Regions from separate parts of the Mus musculus genome. Here regions 2, 3, 4, 5, 6 and 7 are each linked to region 1. Evidence: chromatin contacts called from public Hi-C and promoter capture Hi-C data. All regions are on one chromosome and are shown on one strand. The core of a region is the stretch at or near the end of the contact, and the rest is flanking DNA. Distances in the headings are between cores, read along the strand shown. Region 1 holds the start of Luc7l (Luc7-like). Region 2 holds the start of Uqcc2 (ubiquinol-cytochrome c reductase complex assembly factor 2). Region 3 holds the start of Ggnbp1 (gametogenetin binding protein 1). Region 4 holds the start of Kifc5b (kinesin family member C5B). Region 5 overlaps Gm41555 (a long non-coding RNA gene). Region 6 holds the start of Chtf18 (CTF18, chromosome transmission fidelity factor 18). Region 7 holds the start of Bnip1 (BCL2/adenovirus E1B interacting protein 1).

The links. Promoter capture Hi-C pulls out the DNA fragments that hold promoters and counts their contacts. A called contact is a pair of places that touch in the nucleus more often than the background predicts.
Region 2: a promoter capture Hi-C map of pre-B cells shows a contact between it and region 1, with 2.9 times the contacts expected there. The contact joins the promoter of Uqcc2 here to the promoter of Luc7l in region 1. A contact is called at or near these places in 4 of 39 promoter capture datasets (the C10 cell line, liver and pre-B cells), 1 of 484 Hi-C or Micro-C datasets (B cells), 2 of 115 datasets of contacts at active chromatin or transcription factors (pancreatic cancer cells and pro-B cells) and 1 of 9 other capture datasets (liver).
Region 3: a promoter capture Hi-C map of liver shows a contact between it and region 1, with 3 times the contacts expected there. The contact joins the promoter of Ggnbp1 here to the promoter of Luc7l in region 1. A contact is called at or near these places in 6 of 39 promoter capture datasets (the HPC-7 cell line, hippocampal neurons, liver and 3 more), 1 of 484 Hi-C or Micro-C datasets (muscle stem cells), 1 of 115 datasets of contacts at active chromatin or transcription factors (pancreatic cancer cells) and 1 of 9 other capture datasets (liver).
Region 4: a promoter capture Hi-C map of hippocampal neurons shows a contact between it and region 1, with 5 times the contacts expected there. The contact joins the promoter of Kifc5b here to the promoter of Luc7l in region 1. A contact is called at or near these places in 5 of 39 promoter capture datasets (embryonic stem cells, hippocampal neurons, liver and 1 more), 2 of 484 Hi-C or Micro-C datasets (CD8 T cells and embryonic stem cells), 3 of 115 datasets of contacts at active chromatin or transcription factors (astrocytes, bone marrow-derived macrophages and pancreatic cancer cells) and 2 of 9 other capture datasets (liver and macrophages).
Region 5: a contact with region 1 is called in a promoter capture Hi-C map of hippocampal neurons, with 3 times the contacts expected there. The contact joins the enhancer-like site here to the promoter of Luc7l in region 1. A contact is called at or near these places in 10 of 39 promoter capture datasets (the 3T3-L1 cell line, 3T3-L1-derived adipocytes, the HPC-7 cell line and 6 more) and 6 of 115 datasets of contacts at active chromatin or transcription factors (astrocytes, embryonic limb bud, embryonic stem cells and 3 more).
Region 6: a contact with region 1 is called in a Hi-C map of CD4 T cells, with 6 times the contacts expected there. The contact joins the promoter of Chtf18 here to the promoter of Luc7l in region 1. A contact is called at or near these places in 1 of 484 Hi-C or Micro-C datasets (CD4 T cells) and 2 of 115 datasets of contacts at active chromatin or transcription factors (craniofacial prominence and pancreatic cancer cells).
Region 7: a contact with region 1 is called in a promoter capture Hi-C map of liver, with 4 times the contacts expected there. The contact joins the promoter of Bnip1 here to the promoter of Luc7l in region 1. A contact is called at or near these places in 6 of 39 promoter capture datasets (the 3T3-L1 cell line, the HPC-7 cell line, cranial neural crest and 2 more), 5 of 115 datasets of contacts at active chromatin or transcription factors (astrocytes, bone marrow-derived macrophages, embryonic stem cells and 2 more) and 3 of 9 other capture datasets (adipose tissue, liver and macrophages).

Annotation. Positions count from the first base shown.
Region 1 is chr17:26,250,756-26,254,621 of GRCm38.p6, reverse strand. Luc7l (Luc7-like) reads right to left here and starts at 1,712. Exons shown (of 10, transcript NM_028190.3): 1 at 1,531-1,712. The coding sequence starts at 1,591.
Region 2 is chr17:27,131,810-27,135,675 of GRCm38.p6, reverse strand. It overlaps Uqcc2 (ubiquinol-cytochrome c reductase complex assembly factor 2), which reads left to right and starts at 1,785. Exons shown (of 4, transcript NM_026063.2): 1 at 1,785-1,936. The coding sequence starts at 1,799.
Region 3 is chr17:27,027,412-27,031,277 of GRCm38.p6, reverse strand. It overlaps Ggnbp1 (gametogenetin binding protein 1), which reads right to left and starts at 2,019. Exons shown (of 6, transcript NM_027544.2): 1 at 1,332-2,019; 2 at 478-602. The coding sequence starts at 1,819. It overlaps Bak1 (BCL2-antagonist/killer 1), which reads left to right and starts at 2,651. Exons shown (of 6, transcript NM_007523.3): 1 at 2,651-2,867.
Region 4 is chr17:26,915,234-26,919,099 of GRCm38.p6, reverse strand. Kifc5b (kinesin family member C5B) reads right to left here and starts at 2,009. Exons shown (of 11, transcript NM_053173.2): 1 at 1,815-2,009. The coding sequence starts at 1,832.
Region 5 is chr17:26,892,940-26,896,805 of GRCm38.p6, reverse strand. It overlaps Gm41555 (a long non-coding RNA gene), which reads left to right. Exons shown (of 4, transcript XR_876700.1): 4 at 56-490. Among named protein-coding and RNA genes, the nearest start is that of Gm41555, 5.8 kb to the left of the region's middle. Within about 2 kb of position 2,240, at least 47 of the 459 cell types and tissues checked have an H3K27ac peak or open chromatin away from gene starts, as enhancers often do. A contact at or near this core is called in hippocampal neurons, where this site is marked.
Region 6 is chr17:25,725,440-25,729,305 of GRCm38.p6, reverse strand. Chtf18 (CTF18, chromosome transmission fidelity factor 18) reads left to right here and starts at 1,891. Exons shown (of 22, transcript NM_145409.2): 1 at 1,891-2,059; 2 at 2,186-2,365; 3 at 2,458-2,605; 4 at 2,757-2,931; 5 at 3,334-3,426; 6 at 3,512-3,564; 7 at 3,672-3,810. The coding sequence starts at 1,969. It overlaps Rpusd1 (RNA pseudouridylate synthase domain containing 1), which reads right to left and starts at 1,589. Exons shown (of 6, transcript NM_028009.4): 1 at 1,459-1,589; 2 at 915-1,103; 3 at 660-783; 4 at 378-480; 5 at 137-238. The coding sequence starts at 1,096.
Region 7 is chr17:26,779,112-26,782,977 of GRCm38.p6, reverse strand. Bnip1 (BCL2/adenovirus E1B interacting protein 1) reads right to left here and starts at 1,899. Exons shown (of 6, transcript NM_172149.5): 1 at 1,802-1,899. The coding sequence starts at 1,885.

The sequences.
Region 1 (3,866 bases), core at 463-2,962:
TCAAATTAATAGGCAGTATTTTATGAAAAAAAACTACAAGAGGAAGAACGGTTTCAAGCTCTATCACTGACTTAAATATCTCTAGACCTTTTCTTCTTCTTCTTCCCCTTTCATCCCCACCCTCAAAAAGGAAAGTTGGCACCTGGGAGTCACTTTTAACAAGACAATACCAAAGAAAGCAAAAAGGAATCAGGTTAGTCAATACACACTGTGAACTCCAACACATACTGTACCCATCTGCAATCTTCAAGAACTCAGCTGCAGAATTTTATGCCCGCTGTTGAAAAGTTTTAAAGGAAAAGTTTTCTTGCCCACACCTGCAGTAAGGAAGTCGGGGAATGATACATAAAAGTAAAGGCAAAGTGGTATGTGACAAATTCTAAGGCTATCTGTGTACAGGACACAGTGCTGTGTAATAGTCAGGGAGAATATACTTCAGGATTGGCAAGCATCCAGGATTAATGTCGTGTCTTTTTACTGAAAATGTTTTCTTTCTAAACTACACTTTTAAAGTTACTTGTGGGAAAAAAGCAAACACTTTTTTGTTATAACAGCTTAGAAATTGGTTGTGACTCACGGCTCGATGAACATGAGGCTTTTCTGCAACTCCCTTGCAGATTGATGTAGGCAGGCAAAGATACACTGAACCTTTATAAATAAAATAGAGGGGCCACAATTGTTCAGTTTGTATGAAATAAAAATATGGGAAGCAATTCAAAAGCAACTCAACATACAAAGAAAGCTAAAAGCACGTATTGACCTATGAAATGGTGCAAAGAATCTGCACAGCCCTGTGAAATGTGCCAGTGTGAAATTACAACTTTATTACTTTAGTAAAAATGAAAACACAAACCACAGCAGGGATCTAGCTTTGCTAGGATGCAACTGCTTTTTCCTGAGACACCACCATGATCTTGCACGCCTCCTTACTGAACCAACTACCTAATGAATGCCGAGAGGTGACTAAACCGAGGCTAATCTGTGAGGCAGGGGAATGAAGGGAGGGAAGACTAGAAAAGTACGCGGAGGGAACCCACGTTAGAAATGCTCATTTGCGGCTCCCCGTGTAACCGTATGGAGCAAGAACGCCCGGGTTTTCGAAACCCGTCCAGCTCCTTCGGGGATCGCCTCTCCTCCGAAGAGTATCAGAGAAATTCCGCCACCCGGCAGCCAGCACCCCGGAGCCCGCGCTGGTTCCAGCCCTTCGCCGACGCTCCAGTTTGCCCGGCGGCGCCGAGCCGCCGTGCCGACCAAGAGGAACTCGCATGACGGAAAACGAGAAGGGGACAGAGCCCCACCGTCGGATCGGACTCTCAGGAAGGAGGCAGCCCGGACCAGTAGAACGCGGCGGCTGCGAGAGACTCGCAGGCCAAGCAGATCAGACAAAGGCCCCGAGCCTGGGGTCAGCAAGCAGGGGAGAAAAATGGCGCCCCGCGCAGACGCACGCTGTCACGGCCCTCACCTCAGGCTTCCAGGCGGCCTCGCCTTGCTCCCACCCCGCCCAGAGCCTGGGCCACCGCTCAGACTCACCGTCCCGAGCCGTGCCCATGAGCTGGTCCAACAGGGCCCGCATCTGCGCCTGGGCGGACATGGTGGCCAGTGGGGACGGCCGAGAAGCTCCGCACAACTCGACCAGAGAAGCCGCAAACAGCGACGAGGAAAGACGCTCCTATCAGCCTGAAGCCCGCACGGCGCTTTCCGGCCGCGGGGAATGCTGGGAGGAAGTTCTTTGGCGTTGATGCAAGGCCTGTCGGGAAGTGTACAGGAGTCGCTGAGTGGAACGGTCGCAAATCGTTCTAAAGACTAGATCAACTAAGCTTGATTTTGGCCGGTCGTGGTATGCCTGTAATCCCCAGGATCAGGCTTGAGTAGTTCAAGGCCAGCGTCCTGGGTGTCAGGCTACCCTGTGGAAGCGTGGTCTTTGTGAGACTAAGATCCTACCTCCTGTTTTTTTTTTTTAAAAAAAAAAAAAAAAAGGGCTGGAGAGACGGCTCAGCGGTTAAAGGCACAAACTGCTCTTCCAGAGGTCCTGAGTTCAGTTCCCACCACCATCTGTAATGGGGTCTGATAACCACTTCAGCTGTGTCTGAAGATAGCTACAGTGTACTCATATAAATAAAATAAATAGATCTTTATTTTAAAAAAAGACTAGATTAAAAACTCCACCACTAATTTTTATCCTGGTTCCTGAAACATCAAATTCTCTGCTCTAATGAGACTTTAGTCAAACAAATAAATTAAACTTGAGGCAAAGGCCTTTAATCCCAGCGCTGGGGAAGGCAGAGGCAGGCACATCTCTGAGTTAGAGACTAGCCTGATGGTACAGAGCAAGCTGCAGGATTGCCAGAGTTACACAGGGAAAAGCTGTCTCAAAAAACAAAACAAGGGGGCTGGCGAGATGGCTCAGTGGTTAAGAGCGCCTACTGCTCTTCCAAAGGTCCAGATTAACGAAATCTGATGCCCTCTTCTGGAGTGTCTGAAGACAGCTACAGGGTACTTACATATAATAATAAATCTTTAAAAAAAAAAAAACCTAATGATAAGTGAATTTCTAGGTTATATCTCAGTTCTTTTTGTTTGTGTAATATAGTCTCATGTTGTCCATGCTGACCTTGAACTTATTATGAAACCAAAGATGACTTGCATTCCTGACCCTCCCACTTTCCCTTCCTTACCAAGTGCTGCAATTACAAAAATGTGCAAATGTGCTTGCCTCCATTTCTTCTGTTGGAGACAGAGTCATACACACACACACACAGAGGCCAGGTTGGACTTGAACTTGCTATCCCTCTGCTGCTCAGCCTCCAGACCATTGAGATTATCAGCACATGCCATTACACTTGGTCCATTTCTTCATTTACTCTCTATAAAACTATATTGCTTATTTCAGTGAAAGTTGAAATGCTAAGTCATATTAATTACATGCTTATTTATTTATTTATTTTGTTACTCCCCCCCCACCCGCGCTCGACTTCTTCCTCTTGCTCCAGCCCCTAGGTTCTTTATTATTTGTTTTCATTGTGGATGATTGTGAGCCACCATGTGGTTGCTGGGATTTAAACTCATGACCTCCAGAAGATCAGTCAGTGCTCTTAACTGCTGAGCCATCTCACCAGCGCAATTATGTGCTTTCTAAAATGGATAGGTGTTAATGTATAATTTTTTACCCACAGCACATGAATTTAGGAGAATGTACCAAAATCCACGACTTGGACCTTTGAGCAGATTATGAAATTCCAAGTAAAGAAAGAGACCTGTTTTTTGAATTAGATGTAAAAAATATTTTGGATGTTGATTTATCAGTGCTGCAAAGTACTAATTGCTATTGAGAGTAATGTTACATTTGTAAGTTATAAAGCAAAATAATTAAATATGCACTCTTTTACATATATATGAAACTGGGGCTGGAATGATGGGTCAGAGGTTAAGAGCACTAACGTCTCTTCTGTGGGTCAGCACTGCTGAGTTCAAATTCCAGCAACCACATGGTGGCTCACAATCATTCGTTATGAGATCTGACGCCCTCTTCTGGTGTGTCTGAAGACAGCTACAGTGTACTTACATATAACAATAAATAAATCTTTAGAAAAAAAGAAAAAAACAACTTTAAAAAATAAAACTGGGCAGGGGTGATTCGTGTCTGGAAGCTGGGGAAGTAGGTGTTGGATCTATAAAGTTCAGGCTAAGGGATTTCTTTTGCTACTAGGAGGAAAAGACCACTCTAAAATGGTAGACTTTCATGACAAAGCTACTTACTCTATATAAATTGTATAAATGTCCACCCTGAGACAGACAGTTTTGATGATCTAGCCCATGTGTTTGTTAAATCGTTCTCCGTTCTCTCGGATGCTTATGTGCTCTCCGTG
Region 2 (3,866 bases), core at 536-3,035, 880 kb before region 1:
GAGCTCTCTTCTCATTTTCCCCACCCCACGGTGGGGAAAGAAGCAGAGCTTGGCTGTGTCAGGCAGCACTGTGGAATACAGAGAAAGAAATATTACCCAGCTGTAGAGGGAAATGGGGGAGGAAGATCAGGGGTGGCTCAGTAGCAATAGGAGGCAGGTCTTGGGCGGAGGTGGGAAGGAGGCGGAGGGAGGGGTTTAATCTGAGCAGATCAGTGGGTGGTTTAAACAGGGAACACTCTCCACAGTTCCCGAGGTAAGGAAAGGGAACCTTGGCTGGAGTGCCATGCCAAGGTGAGGCGCTTGGTAGGCATGCCCCTAGAAAATTTCCCTGATCACCCCATTATGTTCCAAGCCCCAACACAGCCTCACCTTAGCTGTGTTAGCCATGAAGCTGGGTGGCTTTCCTGAGGTTCATTTACTCCCTACTTCCAGGCATTGAGGGCCCCGGGTGGGCTGGAAGCCACAAGGGCCCACCCAGGTATGGCTTTAAAGAGCACTCGCCTGGCCACAGCCAACTTGGGAGTCAGGGGTGGCGAGACCCCTTGCCCTGTCTTGGGCTGTAGGGGGAGTAACTTGATGGCAGCAAATGGTTCTCCCTTCCACCTGAGGTACAAGTGTGGTAAGAGGTTGAGAAAGGTGCCAGGGTGCCAGGGAAAGTTCGTGCCCACTGCCTCCTTCTGTGGTCTCCCTTCCTCTACCGGCTACACTGCAAGGGCTGGCCAGACAGACAGTCCCGTGAGCTGCCCCACCCCCACCCCAGGAATTGCTCCCTAGGTTGTGAATGTTGAGAGACATTAGGGTCTGACAGACCTAGTTTGGAATGTGGCTTTGTTCATTCATTCATTCATTGAGCACTAATTTACAGAGTGAGTTCCAGGACACCTGGGGCTGCACAGAGAAACCTTCTTTCTCAAAAGAAAAATCACACACACACACACACACACACACACACACATATGATACCCATGTGATATATATATTATGTTAAATTTTGCCATAATAAAAACACTCATTCTTAGAGCTAGAGAAATTAGTTATTAAGAGCATTTATTGCTCTTACAGAGAATCAGGTTCGGTCCCCAGAACTGACACATGTACATGGTGCAGGTAAACACTCATACATATTAGAATAAAGAAAACACACTATAAAAAAATTGTTTTAAAGATTTCCAGGCTGCAACAATGTTTTTGGTTCTTCATAAGAAACCGCTCCATGTGGTGAGCAATGTGACCGGGAGGCTGGAGATGTAGCTAAAGAACTCTATCAGAGGTCCATGTGGTAGAGATAAGTACAGGGTGATGAGTGTGAGTGGGGCAGCTGTGTGTGTGTGTGTGTGTGTGTGTGTGTGTGTGTGTGTGTGTGTGTGTGTGTGTACACGACGGACGGTGTGTGTGTGTGTGTGTGTGTATGTGTACACGACGGACGTTAAGATCAAACACATATCCATCCAATAACAACCTGTATTTACATGCAAATGTTTCGTTTATGCAAAACAGCAGAGGTCTCGGGGGAAGCTTTTTCAGTCTCGAGCTTGTGAAGTCATTGAAAACGAAGAGCAAAGCTTTCCCCAGGGTACACCGCGTTAGCTTTGCCCCTGGGAGCTGGGCGAGTACCAGAACCAAGAAGCTGAAGAGCTCAGACCTCGCTCTCAAAGGTGAGCAGCGCCGCTGCCTGGAGGGGTGTGGGCCGTTGGTAGAACTGCGCATGTCCACGGGGAAGGCCAGTGCGCCTTAGTGCGCACGCGCCCTCTGCGGTCTTGACTACTCCCCCCCAGGGGCGGGGCAAGCGGGGCCCAAGATGGCCGCTCTCCGCTACCGGCGTTTCCTTAAGCTCTGTGAGGAATGGCCAGTGGACGAGACCAAACGGGGCCGGGACTTGGGCGCTTACCTGCGGCAGCGGGTAGCGCAGGCCTTCCGGGAGGGAGAGAACACCCAGGTGACCGGAGGGGAGGAGGGTGGGCACGTCGAAGCGATGGGCGGCAAGGGTGGGGGATCTGCGCATGCGTCGGCCGCTGCCAGGCTGCACGTGCGCGAGGTACCCATCTTGCAGTTAGCTGCGGAGTGCGACGCCTTCTGCGCAGTTTCCTTCCTTGTCTGCACAGTGTAGTAGTCAGTGAAGCGGCCCTGAGGTCCAGATGCCACTAAAGAGTCAAATTGTAAGGCGGGGTTGTTTCTTCCTTACCATCGTTAATGTGTCTGCGAGCCCAGCCTATCCCCAGACACCTCCAGCTAAGCCTCACTGCCTTCCGTCACTGTGAAACTGAGTCTCCCACACAGGTCCCTTGTGTGAGTAGTAGACCTTCTCGCCCCACTCAGGTTTAGGTTACCTTACCAAGCACGGCCATGTGCATGCATAGAACTAGGTTAGTTTCCAGGGAAATCGCAGTGAATTAGATGAGGTCTTTCTCCTTTTGCCTTTGGATTCTTATTCAGGACACGAGGAACAAATAGACTCATAAGACAGTTCCAATGAGTACTCTGATCGTGGTAAATGTAACATTAGTCGGGTTCCTGAGGCTTGCCTGAGGAAGTTACACATAGGTCGGTCTCGAGGCAGGGAGACAGTGAACACTGACTGCACTTCGGGAAGGGTGGCCAGGCACTTCAGAGGAAACCAAACTGACATATTACAGAAAAGAAAGCAAGCCTACGGGTAGTGAGTGGCATGTCTACAGCTAAGATTTGAAGCTGAAGGAAGGCAGGAGCCAGGCACAATACAGATTTTTTTTTTTTTTTTTTTACCAACAGATATGTCTCTGTACCCTGTTAATGCAGTGCCCACTGGGGCCAGAGGAGGGCATTGGATCCCCTGGAACTGAAGTTAGAAGTGGTTGTGAGCCACCATGTGGGTACTAGGAATCAAACCTAGGTTCTTTTTAACTGCCCAGCCACCTGCACTAGGGGTCAGATCTTACCAGGAAGCAAGGGAGAAGCCACCGGGGACATTTAGTCAGGGGACTGACGTGCCCTGATTTTCAAAGGTTCCTCTGGTGCTCTGGCATTGGGGAACAAGGAGCTGCAGAGAGCCTGCCGTGGTAGCACCGGAAGAGAGAGATGCCGGTGGTGGTTTGGATAATGGTAGTGGCACAGGAGACAGAAGTAACAGAAAGCAGACCATAATGTGCGGGTCACATCAGCAGCGCGGGTGTCCTGGATGTGGGGTGAAGGAGAGGAACCAAGGACAGCTCCCAGATTTCCCCTTTTCTTTTTTTGGCTTGAGCAGCTGGTTGCTGAAACGGGAAAGACTTAGATGGAGCAGGTGGGGTGTGGGAAGTGCATCGCACATTTGACGTTGGAGGCTTTAAACTCCCAAGTGGAATGTCAAGTAGGCAGGAGGTTATTTGAGCACAGGGCTTAGGTAAGAGGTCAGAGGTGAGGAGTGTGATGCCCAGCACAGGTAGGTGGCCAGATGGATGACCCGTGAGATGGACCACGACCTGCCAAAGCAGGAACCAGCTAAACCAGCCTGCCTCAGGAGTGAGACGCTCCATCAGTGGCCACCTCATGCCTGCACTGCTGATTGTCACATGGATGGCAGGTCAGGCCCAGGGTCCCCACGTTGCGCTGGAGGTCTTCACTGACCCATACCTTACGGATCACAAGGCAAACCCTGTGGGCTTTCTAGGGCTGTGCTCCCTAATTTCCAGTATGAGCTTCCTGCGAACAGAGATGAAGCCCCCACTCTGACTCTCACACCCTGTCTAATGTGGTTCTTGGTACACAAGAGCGTCTCCAGATGTAGAGGAAGTTTCTGGGGCAGTGGTGAGGTGAGAGGGCAGACTGTGCCCTGTGTGGACACCCGCTCCTCACTCACAGTCCTTGGTCCGAAGCGTCTGTGTATGTGCAGTCCCAGGCCCTGCTGACAG
Region 3 (3,866 bases), core at 770-3,269, 780 kb before region 1:
TCACACCACAACCAGAACCAGGTTTTTTTAAAGCTCAGTAAATAAAACAATCTTGGGGTTCATGGTGTGATCAAATATCCTGCAGCACAGCACCTTGAAGAAGCTGGGCTAGGCTTGAACTCAGTTCTCTTGGGCCCCTTTAAGTGCTGGGATTAGAATGAGTCGCAGCACGGTGCCTACTGTGTACCAGGCCCTACTGTGTGCTCAGCCTTCATCTAGCCCTTGATACCTCACTGATCTTTAGATGCCTCAGAGGCCCTTGTTGCCCATGTCCATTTTATGGGTGAGGAGAGTAGGCAGAGATACCCAGCAATGCTCCTCTGTCACATGACACGGCGTGGAGCAAGTGGGGTTCCAACCTCAGATTCTGCCTCATGCCCTGCTGGGCTCCTGCCCCACCCCCACCCCCAGAAGTCTTAGAGGAGAGGCATCCATTTCTGCTCCCCTCCCCTCTGCCCCTCCCACCTGCATCCTTACCAAACTCAATTGGGCAGTGTTCATCCTCTTCCTCCTTGATGAAGGCCCCAGGGGTGAGCGCCAGTGGTCCCGGAACCCACTGTAAGCATCCTTGTTCTGTCTCCAGGGCCTGGCCAAAATGCTCCCTAAACCCAAAGCCACAGTCAGGTGGGGTCAGGGGACACCCACAAATGTGGCCTGACTCTACCTTGAGTCTCTCCACGGACCTGCTCTGTTCCCTGGGATAGCTAACAGAGGGGTTTCCCTACCACCTCTGGGGGACATAGGATGTGGGGAGCTAGGCACCTTCCAGACAGGGAACTGCTGCTAAGACCAGTGGGAGAGAAAGCCAGGCAGGAAAGTAGGGGTACAGGCTGGAGCAGAGCCTACTTCAGCGTACTTCTGTCCAGACTCTAGTGCACCCTTCCTAGCCTCTAGGATATTTTCTTTGGTTGTTCTTTGTTTTTTCAAGACAAGATACCCCTCGGTGTGGCCCTAGCTGTAGACCAGGCTGGCCTCAAATGCAGAGATCTGCCTGCCTCTGCCTCCTGAGTGCTGGGATGAAAGATGTGTGCCACCAATGTGTTTTGTTGTGCTGGGGACTAAACCCAGGCCTGGACCGTGCTAGGCAGGCGGTACTCCACTCTGAAGCCACACCTCAGTTCCCAGCCACTCCTCACACAGCCCTGTTTGCTGACCCTCCCTCCCTTGGGACCCTTAACTGTCCCTCATGGCTTTCACTATTCAGGACCCCTTACCCCAGCCCATTACAGCTGTGGGCTTCTAGTCATGGCCCTCATGCCTGCATCCTCCTTCTGTTCTAGCTAGATCAGGCTACCCCACCAGCCCTAGCACCAGCAGCACCAGCCCCTCACCTGTCTGAGGCCCCGGAGACCTCCCCTACTGGCTCCTCCTCCTCTCCTTTCTTCTCAGGTAGCTGCTCCAGAACCTCCCAGGTTCCTCTGAGAGGAACTGATGTTACCTCAACACCCTGGGCCCTTAGCTTCGGGACATCCTTGGAGGTGAGGGTCTGGGACCCTGAGTCCCCAGTGCCCAGCTCAAAGGCATCATGCCTCGGGTTGGAGGGAGCTGCAGAGAGAACCCTGGGCGGGGGCTCCCTCTTCCCATTAGAGGAAGCTGCAGAGTGGACCTTGGCCCGGGGCTCCTTCCTCCCACGACCTCCCTGGTGGCCCATCATTGGGGAGACAACATCTTGCTCCCATGAGGAGCTGGGCTGGCTCCTGGTCAGGGGCTTGTTAGTGCTCTTAGAACCGCCCTTACTCCCCACCAGGTTTCGGAGAAAGCGCAGCATGGAGGAGCAGCCTAAGATCCGTGACCGAGGGGTCCGCGCCGGGGCTGCCATCCTGAGTGGGACCCCGACTCAGGGAGAAGCCATGGCAGCCAGCCCAGGACCAACTGCTAGCAGAAACCTCCAGTTGGAAACTTCCAGAAGTTCTAGAAGGCAAAGAGGAGGTGGGGGTGGGGGGAGGCTATAACTGGAGGCTGGTGGGGGGGGGTCTACTGGAAGGAAAGCGGGTAGAGGGGTAGAGGGAGCTAGCCAGGGTCCAGCTCAGCAGGTCTCAGAGGAAGGCTGGAGATTGAGGGATGGTGAGACATAACACAACAGCACCCACAGGCTGTGGAAGCCTGGCTGAAGGCAGATAGGGCGGCCGGGGGGGGGGGGGAGGAGGGTGCACACGCTGAGAACAGGACATCATATGCTCCTGTCTATCCATAAACTCCTGTTTACTCTGGGTTTGAGATCAGTCCCTGCAGCTGCCAGGCTGCAGGGATCTAGGACAGCACAAATTCTGAGCTGCCCCTCCTCCTCCTCTTCTTCCTCCCCTTCCCCCTCCTCCTCCTCTCTTTTAGGGTGTTAGTAGCACAGGCTGGCCTCTATTTCATGATCCTCCTGCTTCAGCCTCTTGAACGCTGGGACTGCAGGTCAGCTCATCCTGGTTTTTGTTGTTGTCTGTGGTTTGCTTTTCACTAGAGGGAGAAGATGGAAGAGGAGGCCCGGGAATCAGAGACAGGAAAGGCAGAAAACAGAACGCTTTTCCCCTTGGCTGGGACAGGGCAGGCAGGGGAGGCTGTAGCTGCTTCCAAGCCCGGCCGAGGACCTTCCCCTAAGCAGCAGCCTCCCTGAGCGCCTGCATCCGGCGGCCACCGAGAACTTCCTCTAGAGGGAGCTGGTCATTGCCGGGAGCTGGGACCTCCTCTATGGTCACAAAGTCGCGAGGTTTCCTGGGCCAAGAGGCAACCCGAGGCGGCATCCAGCACCATGAATCCACTGATACCAGTTCCTGCCAGTCAGGCCTGAAACCTTGGCCCCTGGAAGCAGCCAGCAAGCCCTTCGGGGTCTTCGTCTTTGCACGGCTGAGCCATCCCACATCTGGAGCAGAGTCATTCAGGTACACGGGCAGCCAGTGCCAAATCCCACCGTCCTAATCCTGGGCAATTCTGGCCCAGGGTGGGGCAGAAACCTCCATCGGCAACCCGGTGAGGAGGGAGGCCTTGATGTGGCTTCCCTGGGAGGTTCTGAAAGGGAAGCTGCAGGCATGGTTCACACAGGGCCTCTGGCTATACATCAGAAGCGCCCCTTCCTGCCCGGTTCTGGTGGCCCTGGACTTTTATGTGGAAGGAGGGGAGGGTCAAGGTCATGAACAGAGACAGAAATTATACGGTTGATACTCCCTGCTGTACCAGGACACGGACAGTCCTCCCCCAGAATGATTCTAGGTACAGCCTAGTGGTCGGTTGTGAGGAACATGCATCCTGGGCCCAGCCAGTGGACATAATGGGAAGTCAAGGCGACTTGGATGGGGGCCAGGTGGGCCAGGGCAGCACTGGCTGTGGAGGGCTTTTCTGAGACTCTTCCTGCTCTCTAACAGTAAGCCTCCAGGGTGGTGTTATTATTACTATTATTATTTTGAGAGAGAGAGATGTGGATGAAGTCAGCGTCCCCTGGCCCTGCTGGCCTGGGATTACAAGGTACCAGGAAGAGCACCCTATCCCGGAAGGAGCCGTTGGGTAGACTATGCCCAGCAGAGGGTTGTCTTGATGAGGCCTGGCTCTCAGGGATGGCAAGAGGAGGGTCTGTCTGCTCACCCTGTCTCCATCAATGAAGAGGGAGGTGAAGGGGAGCCGGCCCTCCCCCACCCCTTTTCAAAGAGTGCTTCCTGCAGTGATGGAGGTGGCCCACATAGGGGTGGGAACTCTTGAAAGGGTGCAAACTGAAAGTGAAAGGTCTTGCCTCAGGAACTAACCGAACTCTGAGACAGGTCAAAGAGGAAAACGGGCTTGGGTGTGGCTATAACACCAGCCAGCCAATGGCTGAGTCAGGAGGATCAGGGATACAAGACTTTCCTCAGGCTGCCTAGAGGGAACCTGTCTGAAATGAACAAATAGAC
Region 4 (3,866 bases), core at 760-3,259, 660 kb before region 1:
CCAATTCCTTAGCTGCCACAGCCATATGCATCCCAGGCTAAGCTATGTGGAAGGCAGAGTTTGTAGAGAACAATGTTACACCATAATGTCAAAAGTCACACCTTGACAGTGATGTATATAAAAAAGAAAGATGTTCACTAAATTGGTTCTCATACATTTTCCTAAAAAGTAAACAACAACAAAGTCAGGAGCAGTGACCCCAACCCTCTGGAAGCAGCAGTGGGTAGACCAGTTCTAGCCAGTTCTAGACTCGCCAAAGTAACATGGTAAGACCCTATTTCAAAAAACAAAAACCCAACTTTATTACTAATTGAAAAGCACTACTAGCCGGGCGTAGTGGTGCACGCCTTTAATCCCAGCACTCGGGAGGCAGAGGCAGGAGGTTTTCTGAGTTTGAGGCCAGCCTGGTCTACAGAGTAAATTCCAGGACAGCCAGGGCTACACAGGGAAAACAACTACCACTACCACCCAAAAAAACCCCAACAAAACCAAACAAAACAACAACAAAAAATCAGCAAGCAAACCCTGCTATACTTGGGCATGCTACCAGCTTCAGGTTACTAGATCAAATATATATTGCTTCTTTTGGGTTTGTTTTCCTCTTTTTTTTTTTTTTTTTTTTTTTTTTTTTTTTTTGGAGACAATGTATCAATGGCCTGAATCTCCAAGCTCTGGTCTGAGCCTCCTCACAGGTGACCTCAGGTGCACAACGGACCTCAGGATGGTTTGTTGCTTTTGGTTCAGGGGATTATAGACCCAGGTGTGTTTCTTGGATGCTCCCTAGCACTGCACCACAGACCTCTTCCTTCCAGTTTTAACTCGTACCTTAATGTTGCTCCTCCTAGCTTTCTTCTTCCCCTTCCATCTGCTTGAACCTTTACAGTCCTTCACTCCCTCCCAATAGAGATACAAATTGTATTATGTCTGTCTCCCCAGGGACTGTCAGCTCACTGGTAGCTAGGACTCCTGTCTCCTACATAAGTACAGCTGTGCAGGGCCAGAAGATGCTTGGCAAATACTGCAGGAACAAATCTGAGAAAAACTATTTTACTTTTTAACTGTCACCTGTCACAGTGCAGTGCTCTCCCTTTTGGCTGTGAGTATACCAGAAAGTCTCTTCAAGCTGAACACCGACTGTGAGTCAGTCTAGACTGAAATGCTGGTAAACAAAGAATGCAGGCCGGTCTTTCCTGACACCAGAGAGATCAGTCCATTAATTACCACACACATACGCCTCAGATGCTTGTGGTGGAGAAGGGCACCCCCATAAACTAGTCAGCAGTCCAAATGAGCAAAAGGAAGAGGCAGGCGAGGGAATAAGGATCCTCTGGGCCGATGCCCCCATTTCTCCTCTCCCCTTCCTCTATCTCGATCCAGCAGCAACACAACAGGATATCAGCAAGAAATGTACTTTGCGGACAAGCGACAAGGCTTCTCTCAGAACCCTCGCTTCTCCCACAAGGCGATCTGCAAGAACTGAGAAGCACAAACATGTCGAATCCGCTTGAGAATTCGAAATGGGAAATGCTGGAGGGGGATAAGGGACACGGGATGGTAGCGCCTGCACGACTGGAATGGCGGACCAACGTCGCAGCGACTGTCCTGGGACCTCGCCGTGTGTGTGTGTGTGTGTGTGTGTGTGTGTGTGTGTGTGTGTGTGCCCTCACTGACTCGGCCGCTGGTGTCCTGGGCGCGAGGCGGTGCGACCCTCCCCTGCAGGACGGCTTGCCCCGACCTGTCCCCGGGACTCGGGTCTCCGGGCGGCCGGCCTGCGTCCTCCGCTATTGGCGCCAGGCCGTCACCGCCGCACTCACCTGCGCCTGCACGTCCATGGTGGTCCGCACAGGAAGGGATGCAAAGGCAGCAGGCAGGGTGACGAGACCCGCGTCCTCTCAAGGGCTCGCGCCGCAAAACGTCGGAGCCAGGCCAATTCGCCAGGCCAATCGGCCAAGCCAATCCGCCACACCAGTCACTTTTGAATTTCAACCTCCGCGCAGTCAACGCACTTCAATCCGCAGAGGCCAATCCGCGCCGGCGCTGCGGTCGCGAGCCAATCACGGCGCCCTCCGCCTCCGGGGCCACGCCCCCTGAGTCGCGACTCTTCTAGTCCGCCGGAGCAAGAGAACTAGACCCCTTGGATCCTACTTCCGGATCCGCTCTTCCTTATTTCTCCCTCTCCCCCTCCGGAGCGCGGAGCTAGGCCTCTGGTTGCGTCAGAAGTGCGCGTGTGTGGAGGAGTGGCGTGGGGGAGGCAATACGCATGTGCAAAGGTGCCTGAGCGGTGTCGGGGCGGAGCGAGCGCCACCTAGCGGCTGCTGCTGAACCTGCACACCTCCTCGACAAACCTGTAGACTGGAGACTGTTAAACCGAGGTTGCTCTTGGTCCGCTTTCTCAGGTCCGAAAAGTGGGAGCTGGTTGATGGCGCTGACCTGTCCTCAAAAAAGAAAAAAAGTAAAAGAAAAATTGGAGCCCATATCTGGAGATGTAATAAAGTCATAAGTCTAGAGCAGGTCCGGGAGGATAGCAAACTGGTTATCCCTGAAACTCATATAATGTGGAAGGTGAGAACTAATTCGCCACAAAGTTTTCTGTGCCCCTCCTGCCTCCAATAATATATATTATACATAAACAATATGTATTATATACATAAACATATCTTTACACATATACATAATATATACTCAATAATACCTATTATATATAAGCATATATAATATATATAAATAACATAAATTATATATTTATTTTGTTTTTTCGAGATTGGGTTTCTCTGTGTAGCCCTGATTGTCTTGGAATTCTATTTGTAGAACAGGCTGGCCTTGAACTTAGAGATGCCAGGGCTACCCTGTGCCACCATGCCCAGGTCAATAAACAATCTTTTAGATTAAAAAATCAAAACAAAACTATAAGCCAGGCTTGGTGGCACACACCTTTAATCCCAGTTCCCAGTACTCAGAATGCAGAGGCAGACAGATCTCTTGAGTTCAAGGCCAACCGGGTCTACAAAGTAAATTCCAGGGCAGCCAGGGCTTTGTAGAGAATCCCTGTCTTAAATAAAGAAATACACACATGCATACCTGCATACATACATACATACATACATACATACATACATACATACACACATACATACATAACTGGGTAAATAAACAGTATGTTTCTTGACACCAAGTTGTAAATCTACAGCCCTCTTACTTGAGATGTTTCCAAGTCTACAAATGTTAATGAGGGAACACTAAAAAATTTCTGGTTATAATTTTACAAACTGGTTATAATTTTAAACTAGACAGTATTTCCCTAGTGACTTTCTAGAAAAAAAGCAAAAGTTTTATTGTGTGATAGAATATGAGTTTGTCTTCTACTGAAACCTGTTTTGGGAGTTTATCTTTCTTGGCATGAAGCTTGACAGCAAGGTAAACCAACCTGTGAGATTTTACACATGGGATGGACTGACCTGGCCCCTGCAGCCTTGGGATAGGAGCTGGCTCAGGAAGGACTCTGATGCAGCCAGAGCTCCAAGGCTATCAGCTCTGAGAAGGACACATCTGGACAGCAAAGGGAAAACAAATATCTTCCTTATGTATCAATTAGAATAACAGAGGTTTACCCCCAGCCAGCCCAGGATCCTCACAGTATGTGATCTCAGTGGCTTCTTTGGGGGCTAGGTCAGTCTTCAGCTGTCAGGCAGAGCAGCTGGAGACTGCAGCAGCCACACCCAGAAGGTCTGAGAGATTTTTCTGCAGAGAAAGAACTTGGGAGAACGGACTCACCTTGGTGAAACAGTCAACCCAACAACTTGGGCAGGCCCTGCCAGCAGGCAGTTCTTTGCCCAGTGGTCAGTAGTACCACACTTGAAGCGAGCTCC
Region 5 (3,866 bases), core at 991-3,490, 640 kb before region 1:
TGCAAAAATGGCCACACTAAGACTCACAGCATTGAATCTTGTATTTTCTCCACAGGTGTGTGAGCCATGGAGGAGAAGGATGCAAGGAGCCAAGGAAGTGTGAAGGCCCCCTTATATCCTCATCATCGCCACAGACAGGGACCACCCAGGCTTCAGACTTGGGAGGGCTCCCAGTACGACGAGTGGCACGTTCAGGCGTGAAGTCAGACTGCTGATACTGTGAGGCAGCAGGAGCTGATAGAAGAACAACCCCCTCCCACATCCACCCCCAAGAAAGCAAGGAAGTAGTGGGCAGGGGCCGCATGGATCCAGGGTGGGCAGAAACGGCAAATGGGCTTGTAGATCTGACTATATAATTTTAGCAACTTTTGATGGCTCCCTTCCCACACCAGATTCCACCATTCTTCCTGACTGGTCCCTACTTATCACCCTATTTGTGTGTCCACAGTAAGGCAACCAGGGTTGGTTCCTATAAATCTGGGCTTCCTCACAGGGTGTGTTAGAATTCATCACAGGAGGAAAGAGCCACTGCCTTCAGGACTAGCTGAACTCAACAGAAACAGAAAACACACACACACACACACACATACACACACACACACACACACAATCTATGCTTCTATTTCAGTGAACTCCCTAAGCTTACCCCAATAGCCCATTCCTGCCTCAGCCTCTGAGACTCCATGCTTAGGCTGAGGACAGGAATTCAGTCCCTCTTCAGGTTCCAGCCTCTGGGTAGCTTTTTGCTGCCATTATACTACTGTTCTGAGTTTTGGCCCAAGCCCCCACCACCTCACCTCTCTCACCCCTGACCCCTCCCCAGGCAACTCCAGAACTCCCACCATCTCCTTGTCTCGCCCTCCTTCCTATTAGCTCTTCATGATCACCCCTTCGTTGATTTGCGACTTTCAGTCCTCTCTCTGCAGGGTCCACACCCTCCTCACTTGCCCTGAGTGGTACCCACACGTTAAGCAGCTGCGTGTTCACAGCTGGTGTCCTTCCATGTAGTCTCCCTCTCACATCCAGTTAGAGGAGCTGGTCAGTATTCCACAGCGCCACCTAGTGGTAGCATGAACAAGGGGGGCCGTCGTGAAAGAGGAGACTGACAGCAGCCTTCAGGACAAAGTTCTAGCAGCAGAGTGGCCTGGAGCCTGTGGCCTCCCCACGTCCCTGGACTCAGGGAGATGCTAAGAACGACTCTCCACTTCTGCCAGGGGGAAACAGAACTACAGAAAATGTGAATGGACCTTAAACTCTCTTACAGCTTCAGGGATAGTGATCTGTGAGTGATGGGCTTCTCAGTGTATTTCCCTACGATTCCAACTTTTCCAGCTTTCCTGGATACTTTAAACACAGGTGCACAGGTGTTTATGCTTGTTAAATGCCAAGGCCAGCTACTCAAAATAGGAGTCACCTCCCTAACCTCCATCCCATCCTCCATAAATGACCAGTAACTATGACAACAGCAAGCCGTGTTTTGTAGACTTCGGGGGATTAATGAAACTACATTAAGGGGACAAAAGATAAAATTTATGCTTGTTCTCCAGGTGACAAATGGACCATATGGTGGTTTTAATGAGAAAGCTCTCATGGGTTTACATACTTGGTTCCCAGTTGGTGGAACTGTTTGGAAAGGCTTAGGAGGTGTGGCCTCGTTGGAGGAGGTGTGTCACTGAGGATGGGCTGGGAGGTTTCAAAAGCCCACGCTAGGCCTGGTTAGCTTTCTCTATTGCATGGTTGGCTCTCAGATGTAAGTTCTCAGCTCCAGCACCATACCTGCCTGCCTGCCACCATGCTTCCCGCTATGCTATGTATGGACTCAGCCTCTGAAACTGAGAGACCTCAATATGTTCTTTCTTCTATAAGTTGCCTTGGTCATGGTGTCTTATCACAGAAATAGGAAAGAAGCCCATATATGTGATGGTGGTCCCATAGGAATATAGTAGAAGAGGGCCCTTTGTGGCCATGCCTGTTGTGATACAGCCAGTGCAAGGCTGCACTTTGTAGCTGTGCTGGTGTAAACAAACCTGCACAACTGGCAGGATCACAAAGGACAGCCACTGTGATTGTGGTCTGCACACAGTGCTTGTGGTAAGTGGCTGCCACAGCTCCGTCTCTGCTGTCGGCTTCGAGTGCATAACACCATGCCGTGCTCTCAGCAGCCCAGCCATTTGGATTTACTGCACACTCCCTAGAGGCATCAAGGAGTCATTCGTGCTTAGTGCCTGACCTAGACAATCTAGGTTTGTGTAAGCGCATGTTTCCATGGTGATGAGACTGCCTAACTGCATGTCTCAGAACACATTCCCAACACAATGTGCTGCCAAATTGAGTTATACAACAGAAAGAGCTGGGTTGGGGGTGCAGCTCAGTAAAGACTGCTCCTCAATGTATGTGAGGCCCTGGCTGCCATCTCCAGCAGGAAACCAAAACCATCAGGGTTTCAGGTGCAGCCACATCAAGCACTCAAATCCCTCCTTCCCTACTTAGAAGCCCAGGCAGGCTTTCCCACAGAGTCCTTTGGGCCTGATCTAGGCACCTAATGTAACACAGCCAGATCTTCAGCCTAAGAGAATACAGCACAGACCCTGCCCACCAAGACCACGCAAGTATTTGGTGTGTCTCTCAAGAGAAACACAAAGGGCAAAAGCACAGAGTAACCAAACACCAGGGCAGGGCCTCCCATGAGCAGGGGTCATACCTCCCTTAAGACAGAATTCCTGATCCTTACTGTCTCTCCCCGCCAGAAAAAGCCAACAGTGGTGGGGAGCAAGAAGGTGGCTCTCCCTAGACACTGTCACCCTGTGATCTTCACGGGCACAGTGGCTTGAGTAGCCTCTGTTCCTTCATGTCTAGCCAGGGCAGCCAGACTCCCAGCGCTGGGTAGCAGGGACGCATAGGCTTGTAAAGCTGTTCCATTCTTCTGTGAACTTCAGCTCACTGTTGACAACTCATTTGATTCTGACATGGTGACACAATGGATGACCGTGGACAAGGAAGAGAAAGTAGAGAAGGCTTCATGCACGACACAGCCAGGAATTGTGTCTCCATAAGGCGGCCGGGAACCAGGACAAAGCCTCTCCTGTGCTGAGACAGTGTGAAGGAACCTCCCTCGGGAGGGAAAGATGTGGTGCCAAGCCAGACACTGAGGGCCACAGTGGCTGCATCCACAACATCAGGACCAGAATGCCTTGGCCAGGGCCTTGGAGGGATAGAACAGGAAATTGGGGCTTAACGGGTACAGAGGTTTCTTCTGAGGTGGTGAAAACACTTGGGAGACAGCTGGTGGCCATACTGTAAAAGTCACAGAGCAGGGAACTGAGGGCTCTAAAATGGCTAATTTTGTGCGATGTAGATTTTACCACAACGTTTTTTAAAGTTTAAAAAAGAAAACTCTGCTTGCCAAATAAAACATCTGTGGGCTGAATTGCACCCGGTTTTCAATCCCTAACAAGCAATCCCCAAGACCCCTTTTTAATGCTCATATCCCGAATCTCCGGGGTGGGGGGGCACCACTCCAACCAGGCAGTGACCAGCCAGCTACCTCCCCAGCAAACAGAAAAGGGCTTCTTTCTGTCTCCCAAACTGGGATGCTTTGGAGCCAGAAAATAAAAGTCTGTTGGAAATGGAACTCGGCCAAGCTTTTCCTTTCTCTTTCTCTTTTTCTTTTCTCTCTCTTTTTTTCCAAGTGCCCTTTGCCACAATGAAGGGCAAAGAGCTACCCCTGAGTGACAGCGATTGGACTTTGTTGATACAGCCCAAGTTCAATTTTTGTGAGGTTCATAATTAAGCTGTCATCCCCCGCTCCGGCGCAATTAGGGCCAACAGCGCGGATGAATGGCCCTGTTATCACGGGAAATTATAAA
Region 6 (3,866 bases), core at 642-3,141, 530 kb after region 1:
CAGCCAGGGTACATGCAAACACCAGCAAAGATCTTGCTATCGGCTCTGCCCGCACACCTAGTATAGACCCAGGCAGGCCACAATGCCTATACCTCGGGGTCCTTTCTTATATGATGAACTCCTGCCCTGGACATACCTGTAAGTGGCTTTAGCAGCACTTTGGACACAGGGTCACCAGCATATAGGCCGTGTTCCAGGACCAGCAGCTCTGTGAGGCTTGGCTTTGGGTTCTCACAACCTAGATGAAAACTAAAGTGTAAGGGCCCACTGGGCCAGCCCTAGAGCCTGAGCCAACTCCAATTTCCACCTGTCTGGCCGTTCCCATTCACGCAGGCTTTGGAGACATGCCCATGGCCCCCACAACAAACCACTATTACCATGAGTGCCCTCGATGCACATGGTATGCGTCCGCCCCTCCGTGCTATTCCTGCCAATGGCATAGTTGATCGTCACTTGGCTTTCCTGGACATGGCCTCGGACCTGTCGAGCAAGGACATCACATGCAGCTCACTGGGCCACACTGTCATCTCTGAGAGGAATGTGGCTGAGCTCTAGATAGGCACATAAGCCTGGCACGGAGCTTCAGTTGAGAGGCCTGCTGGAGTAGGCTGTGAGCCTTGGGTCTCCACACAGCATCCCAGGAACTGGCCAGGACTTACCAGTGCCAGGTAGGCTTTGGTGACTCGCCGTTCCTTGAAGCATTTATAAGCACTGCCCGCAGCTGCCTTATTCAGGGCTACGCACAGTGCCCCACTGGTGGAGAAGTCCAGCTGGTGGCAGAACCTGGGAACGGGCAGAAGAGCAGCAGTGGCTGGACCCTGTGGTGCTCTGGTTAGCACCTTTGTGGCAGAGTCCAGTGTCCCAGCATCCTTTGGAAGGATGCTGCAGTGGGGCTCTCCATGTTGGCTGTGTACCTGAACCCATAGCAGGTGTCAGGGTCAGCCAGCTCTGGGAAGTGGTGTCGGAGCTGCTTCTGTAGGGTCAGGGTCTCCCGCCAGGTCTTGCTATCAATGCGCAGGTCCCAGTGCTTGTTCACCACCAGGAAGTCGCTGCTCTGGTACACGATGGACAGATTTTCCATGCTGCCAGGCTCCATGGTGGGGCTGCACGCAGGTGGGAGTGAGCCTGGGGTAGGAGGGTGCCTGACCTGGTCTTCAAGTACTGTACACACTTACTGGGGCCAGAACCTGCTGGAACCCTTTATGTCTTCCACAAGGGCCCATGCCAGGGGTGTCAGCTCCGGAATGGGAGTCTGGCCAAGGTCAGGTGATTCTGACTTGCCATGGACTCAGGGTTAGGGAGCTCTCCCTGACTTGAAGTGGAATAAACAGCCTGGTTGTCCAGCTCACGCCTACACACTTCACGCTAGGTTATTGCCCAGGACCACCCAGGACTTCAAGCGCTCCCTAACTTGCCTCCCACCAGCCTGTGACCACAGGCAGACCCTTTAGGACTTACCTGCAACAGGGCCAAGGGACCAGGATGTCAATTCTCAGCTCTGCATCCAACCTCGCTTCCCTATACTAGGAACCAGGTCTTGGCCTGGCTGGCGCGCAGCTCCGCCTTTTCACCCTGCCCATTCCACTTTCCTAATGGATGGTCGTACTGGCCAATGGCATTCCGGGCCTGGAGCTCCGCCCACTGAAGAATGGTAAGGCCCTACCCGAATAGTCTGCGCACGCGCTTTTTTAGTCCCACCTATTTCCCCGCCTCCCCCACGGATTACTTACTGTACAGGCCAATAGAAAGCGTTCTTGATCCTCCACTCCAACCATTGAACTATTATTCCTCTCCTCCCGCCCTCTGGGAGTAAGACCCGCCCTTCCCCGCTGGCCAATGGCGGGCGCCTCTGGGAACGTCGGCTGTTGATTGGCGGTATTGGAGGCTCTCGGGGCGGGGTAGCGCGCGGTGGCGGCGGCGCGGGAAGTTCTGAGGGACTCTGAGCTGTGGGAGTTGTGGTCTGGCTCCATGGAAGACTACGAGGAAGATCTGTATGGTGTGGAGGATGATTTCCAAAACCAGTTCGCAGCTGAGCTCGAAGTGCTGGCTGAGCTGGAAGGTGGGCGCGGGTCCTGGGTCGTGGCTGCATCCTGCTGCAGCATGGAGAGCTGTGTGGATGGGATTGGTAACGGCTGGGAGTTCGCTTCTTAATGTGTGTTGCTGCTATCAACCTCTGTCTCAGCAGGAACACGGGACCAGGCTCCTCCTGGGACCCTCCAAACTCCAGCGAGCCGCCCTCCGCTAACCTTCGAAGAGGCCATCGCTGGTGGGGACACTGTCCCGCGTCCCTGCCCTGCAGGGTCGCCAGGAAATGTCAACCGCAATACTAGAAAGAATGTTCGTAGGGACCAGCCCGCGCCCTCCAGTATGTCCGATTGGGGACTGAGCACTTAAAGTCGGGGAATTCTGAGGATCAGTTTTCTATTCTTTCACCTCTTTCTGCCTCTGTCTCTGCAGGCCCCATGGTCAAACGACCCAGGTTGGACGTGGTGAAGAAGCTGAACTTTGAGCCAGATATGGAGGAGCTCTTATATCCAGATTCCCCTCCTGGGGACATTACCCCTCCACCGAGTCCAGAGGTCTTCCCTGAGATGTTGGATGCTGGGTGTGTTGCTTAAGGGCATGTAATTCTGACTTGGAAAGCTGCCTGTCCCTGCATGAGGCTCTGGAAGTGGATGTCTATGGGACGGCAAGAGGAGTGAGTGTGGGTCAAGCACCCCATTTGAGAGTGACAGGGAGCTGCTTGTCTCTCCTAGGTATTCAGATGCTAATGCTGACAAAGACCTCATGCAGACATTGCCAAGTCCCCGAAATCGCAATCCTGTCCTGAGACGGCCTCCTATCTTAGAAGATTATATCAATGTGACATCCACAAGTGGAGAACGGGCCTTTTTGGTGCTTCGGGCTGACCTCATAGGCCCTGGGGTGCAGGTGTGTGGCCATAGCATGGGGTTTGCCATGGTATTGGTTCTTTTATGTTGCCAATAGGCTCTCAGCAGGTTCTGAGGCCAGTTTCACCTATCTGAATTGCTAGAAACAGGCACGCCAGGTAGTCCAGTGTTGGAAACAGCAGTGCTACTTTTGAGGCTACGTGGCCTTAGAGTGCCGCCTTGTACCCCATATATTAGCTTTCTGTTTTTCTTTTCCTCTTCACCTTAAAGCTGACTTCCCTTGGACCAGGCCCATCTGAGGGCCATATCCATCCCCTCTCTAATTAGGAAAGGTCATTTCTGTCCCTCTGTCAGCCTTTTTTGGGGGGTGGGGAGAGAAGGGCACTGTGGATGCCTCCATGACCTGGGAGGGTTATAGAGATGATAAATCTGTCTTGCCCAGAACCCTCTTCTAGATGTCCACTGGCGAGGCTGTGGCCAACTGGACCTGCTGGGTGTCCCCTTCGCCTCCCTGAAGGAGCAAGTTGATAGCAAGGTAGGTTTAGTGGAGTGGGGAGTTTATGTGTTGAGTCTAGTGCTGGCTGGACTTGTCCTGACCTCAGCCTATCCTGTTTTTATAGAGACGGCAACAACTGCTGGAGGATGCCCAACAGCTTTCAGACACTCTACACAGGTGACTCACACATGTCCCACCCCAGGAACCCTTTTCAGTTTGGACATATCTGGTGGGCATGGTCACTGTGTTCCCTCTGTGGTGAATCAGGACTTGCTTCTCTTCAGCCTCAGGTCTGAAGGAGAGGAGGCTGTGCTTGAAGGGCCCCCTGCGGAGGAGCCAGCCCCTGGCCAGAACACCGCTCAGCACTGCCTCTGGGTGGATGAGTTTGCACCTCAGCATTACACGGAACTGCTCAGTGACGATGTGAGCTCCCATTCTCACTCACGGGTGACTGGCTTGCTGTATCAGCAAGGGGAAGA
Region 7 (3,866 bases), core at 650-3,149, 530 kb before region 1:
TCTTAGATGTTTAACAAAGTGCCACTAGGAAAGGCTTAAACAGCTTCCATGTTCAACAGAAATAGACATCTAAAAAATACTGTAAGTTCAGATCCTTCCAACTAAATCCCTAGTGACCTGTAACAAAGTTAATTTAGTCTGATTTTTACAAACCATCTGTCGCAAGTCAAAAACGTTTAAAGATGAACTGAGAATTTGCTTCTGGAAAGAAAGTCAGAATTATGAGAGCCAAATTTTAGAGCAGGTTCTAGACTTAAGCTACATATATTCAAATCCTGCGTATAGCAATTTATTAGTGCAGTCTTGGAAAACTTCAGTTCTCTGTGCCTCCATTTCTTCACCTTACCTACGTCAAGATGGTATTTCTCTGTGTAGAACACTTAGCAGAATAGCTGGAACACTGAAAGAATACAATGTATGGGGCTATGCTTACTCACTAGTAACCATAAGAACCCAAAACACATATGTCACCAGAGGCCTACCTAACAGGAAACTATGATAATATGAAGTATTATGATGCTATTACATAATTTTATATTATGATATAATATGAAAACCCAACTTTTCAAATTTTGGATATAAGGGTTTTTTTGTTTTGTTTTTTTGAAGACTCTATGTAGTACAGGCTGGCCTCAAATGCATGATGGTCCTGCTTATGCCTCCCAAGTGCTAGAGCCACTACCCTAGCAACTCTGTGTTATGTATGTATATGTATTTACATGTGCATTCTGAGGACTGAAACTAGAGCCTTGCACATGGCTAAACTTTAACTCTACTCTGAGCTAAATTTACCCCCAGCCTCTGGTAATCTCACTTGTATAAATCTTGTTTATTTTTCTAGAATTGGCCCATTTTTTTTGTTTGCACATCTCAGGAGTAAAGTTTGCGGCGTTTCTTTACCTGTTCTCTAGCTTACTCACAAAATCAACACTTCCTCACAGCACAGGATAAACTGCTAATGTGGCAGAGTGTACATCTGGCTTACCAGAGAGCACTACTCTCCATGCTCCTTTTTATAGGGGCTAGTAAAGCCAAGCTTACCCCAACAGCTAGGCACAGCCCATTTATGCAGCACTGGGGATGGCGAACCCAGTGCTGGGCAAAGTCCTCACCAGCGGAGTCACACCCCTACCCTTTCCTTATTTGCTGTCACAGCTTGTATTCTGAGCCGGTTGGGTTCTTTTTGCCAAACTCTGGAGCCATTTCTACATTCCCTGTTCTTGCTTGTGTTCCTGCACTACTGTCTCCTACTTAAGACCTGCTTCCAGATAAGCGCCTCATTTTCCAGTCTGTTTCCGGGTAGGGAAGCTCTAAAATGATTTTCCTAGGCTGGCTTTCCCCATCCAGGTCCTAATACTGGCACTGCCTGCCTTCTGACCCAGGATCTTGCACAATATTTGAATTCTTTGTTCAAAAAATTACAACCACGTCCCAGGTTAACTTAGTTAGCTTCGGGCAGGGACTGTCGGGCCAGGTGGCTTTGGGTGCCTCAGGGTCCCTAACTTAGGGAAGTGGGCGTGGGAGGCGAGCAGGGCGAGGGGTGGGGCGGGGCTACAGCCGAGAATGCGGGTGGGCGGGCTAGCCCAGCACGGCTGCAGTCCAAGGAAAGGGAGCGGCGTGTTAGGGTAACTCAGGGGTGGGCAAACCAACAGTTCACAAAAGAAAAGCCTGAAGGTCAGTGATCTCGGGGAACCGACCGAATGGTGCCTTAGGAGCCATCCTGGAACCGGACCAGGCGCGAATATTCTGGAAGATGTCAAGGCGGCCATCGAGAGCCGGACAGGAGCCTAAGAATTTGTACCTGGATAAGCGCCTTCACCTCTAGGTCGAATTTGACAATCTCTTGGTTACAGATCCGGACGTGGACATCCTGGGGAGCCGCCATGTTGGAAATGCGGCTACGGCGAGCGGCAGCAGCCAAGCTTGAACGCGTTCACGTGGCTCCTGCCCGCCTTTCCGTACTTCTTCAAATGTGATGCTGCGGGAGACCCCGTGTGGATCAAACCAGGTCAAGAGTCCAGACCTGAAACTTTTCTTGTCACGTAGAACACGCACAGCTTCTCTGGTCTGCTCCTACTAAACGGAAAAGTGGAATGTGATTATGAAGAACCATTAGAGTTGGGGTGGGGGGGAGGGGAAAATACAACTCAGGTGATGATAGGCTGGCATGCCACATGGCCTTCAGGTTTGTTCCCAGTACTAGAGATACAACAACAACCCGCTATTCTAGTGACCTTTTGGATGGAAAAAAAAAAAGGATCAATTCGGATGTCACCAAAGTTACATTTTTTTTCTTTAAAATTTAAAGCAAAATGTATACAGTAGGTATGCATTATGGAGGAAGACACAAAACTTGTAAAGGTGCAGACTTAAATACAGGTCACTGGGGCACCTCCATTAGTACAACCATGATCCTGCATTGTTGTCCTTACACATTTCTATGGCTCTGGTCCTGCCCTTTGTGTAGAATTGGATTCCAAGTATCTCATAGGAGTAGTTCTGACTGTGTGGTGTGATAGAAACAATGTCAGTGCAAACCTCAAAGAAGGGTAGTGTTTTTTAAAATTATTATTTCTTAAGCCCTCAACACCACTGGACACTTTTCCCCCACCCTCCGGGATTCTCCAGGCTCTGTCGTCTTGGATATGGGTTCCCTCTTTTTAAAATGTTTTTCTCAAACTGCACACACAGCCCCCAGTCTCCACGCCTACCTGTCCCAAAGCACCCTGTACCACCCACTTCCTAAAAGGTGCTCAGTAGCTGGCTGCAAGTATCAAAGGCCTGGATTCCAGGCTTGTAATCAGTTTCCTCAGTAGCATCACTCCTAAGTTAGGTCACCTAGAGGATGGAATGAGGTGTTGATAATGTAGCATTGAACTCAGTGCTCACTAGTTGCTATACATGTACTGTTAAGAAACACTCTGGGAGTTACTTCCCTACGTGCGGCCATTTTCTATGAAATGCTTCTGCCCAGCAGCTGCACTTGATTTGTTAGGCTATAGAAGTGGAAGGAAGAGGGGGTGGAGGACGATGACAGAACACACGGGACAGGTGAAAGGCCCTAAGTATTTTCTTTGCTTTTCTGAGGCAGGGTCTCACAGAGCCCAAGCTGGTTCCCAGCTACCTATGTAGCCAAGGATGACCTAGAACTGCTGGAATTACAGGCACTGATTAACACCGCAGCTACTAGACATGCATTTTAGCTCCACACAAGCTTTCCTATATCCTTTTTATCTGGGTGTGGTAGCATATGACTTTATCCCAGCACTCAAGGGGTAGAGGCAGGGAGATCCCCATGAGTTCCAAGCCAGCCAGGACTGTGGTGTGAAGCCTGTTTCGTCATACTGGTTATATCAGTTTACACTGCATGAGCAAAACTGTGGAAATGCCTATTTCCTTATAGCCCTACCAGCTTGGTGTGCTGACACTGGTGTTATCATTTTGTCTCTTTTTCAAAAAAACTCCTTTCTTTTGCATCTCTCATAATGAATGAGACTGAGATTAGTATTCACATGAGCTGCAGAATTTGTAGACTCTGACTTTGCTGATGGTGCTTTTTTGCCTTAAAGAGGATTTAAATTTCCATAATTTTGCATAGCATTGGGAGATCTTCATGACTCTGGACTTGGGTCTATGTTAAAAAGTCCTTCCTCTTCTACAAGGATCAGCGTGTCTGTCTACTGCTTATTCTTTAAAAACCCACTTGTATGCTTAGCCATTTTGAAATATATGTGGTTCACAGTGTGAGACGCAGAACCAGCTTCACACTTTCTAGGTTACTTAGTGGCTTCAACACTAAAGGGCCCCCCGTTTGTTTCACTTCGGTTCTGGATGCCACATTGACCATCCTGTTTTTCTGTGTATTC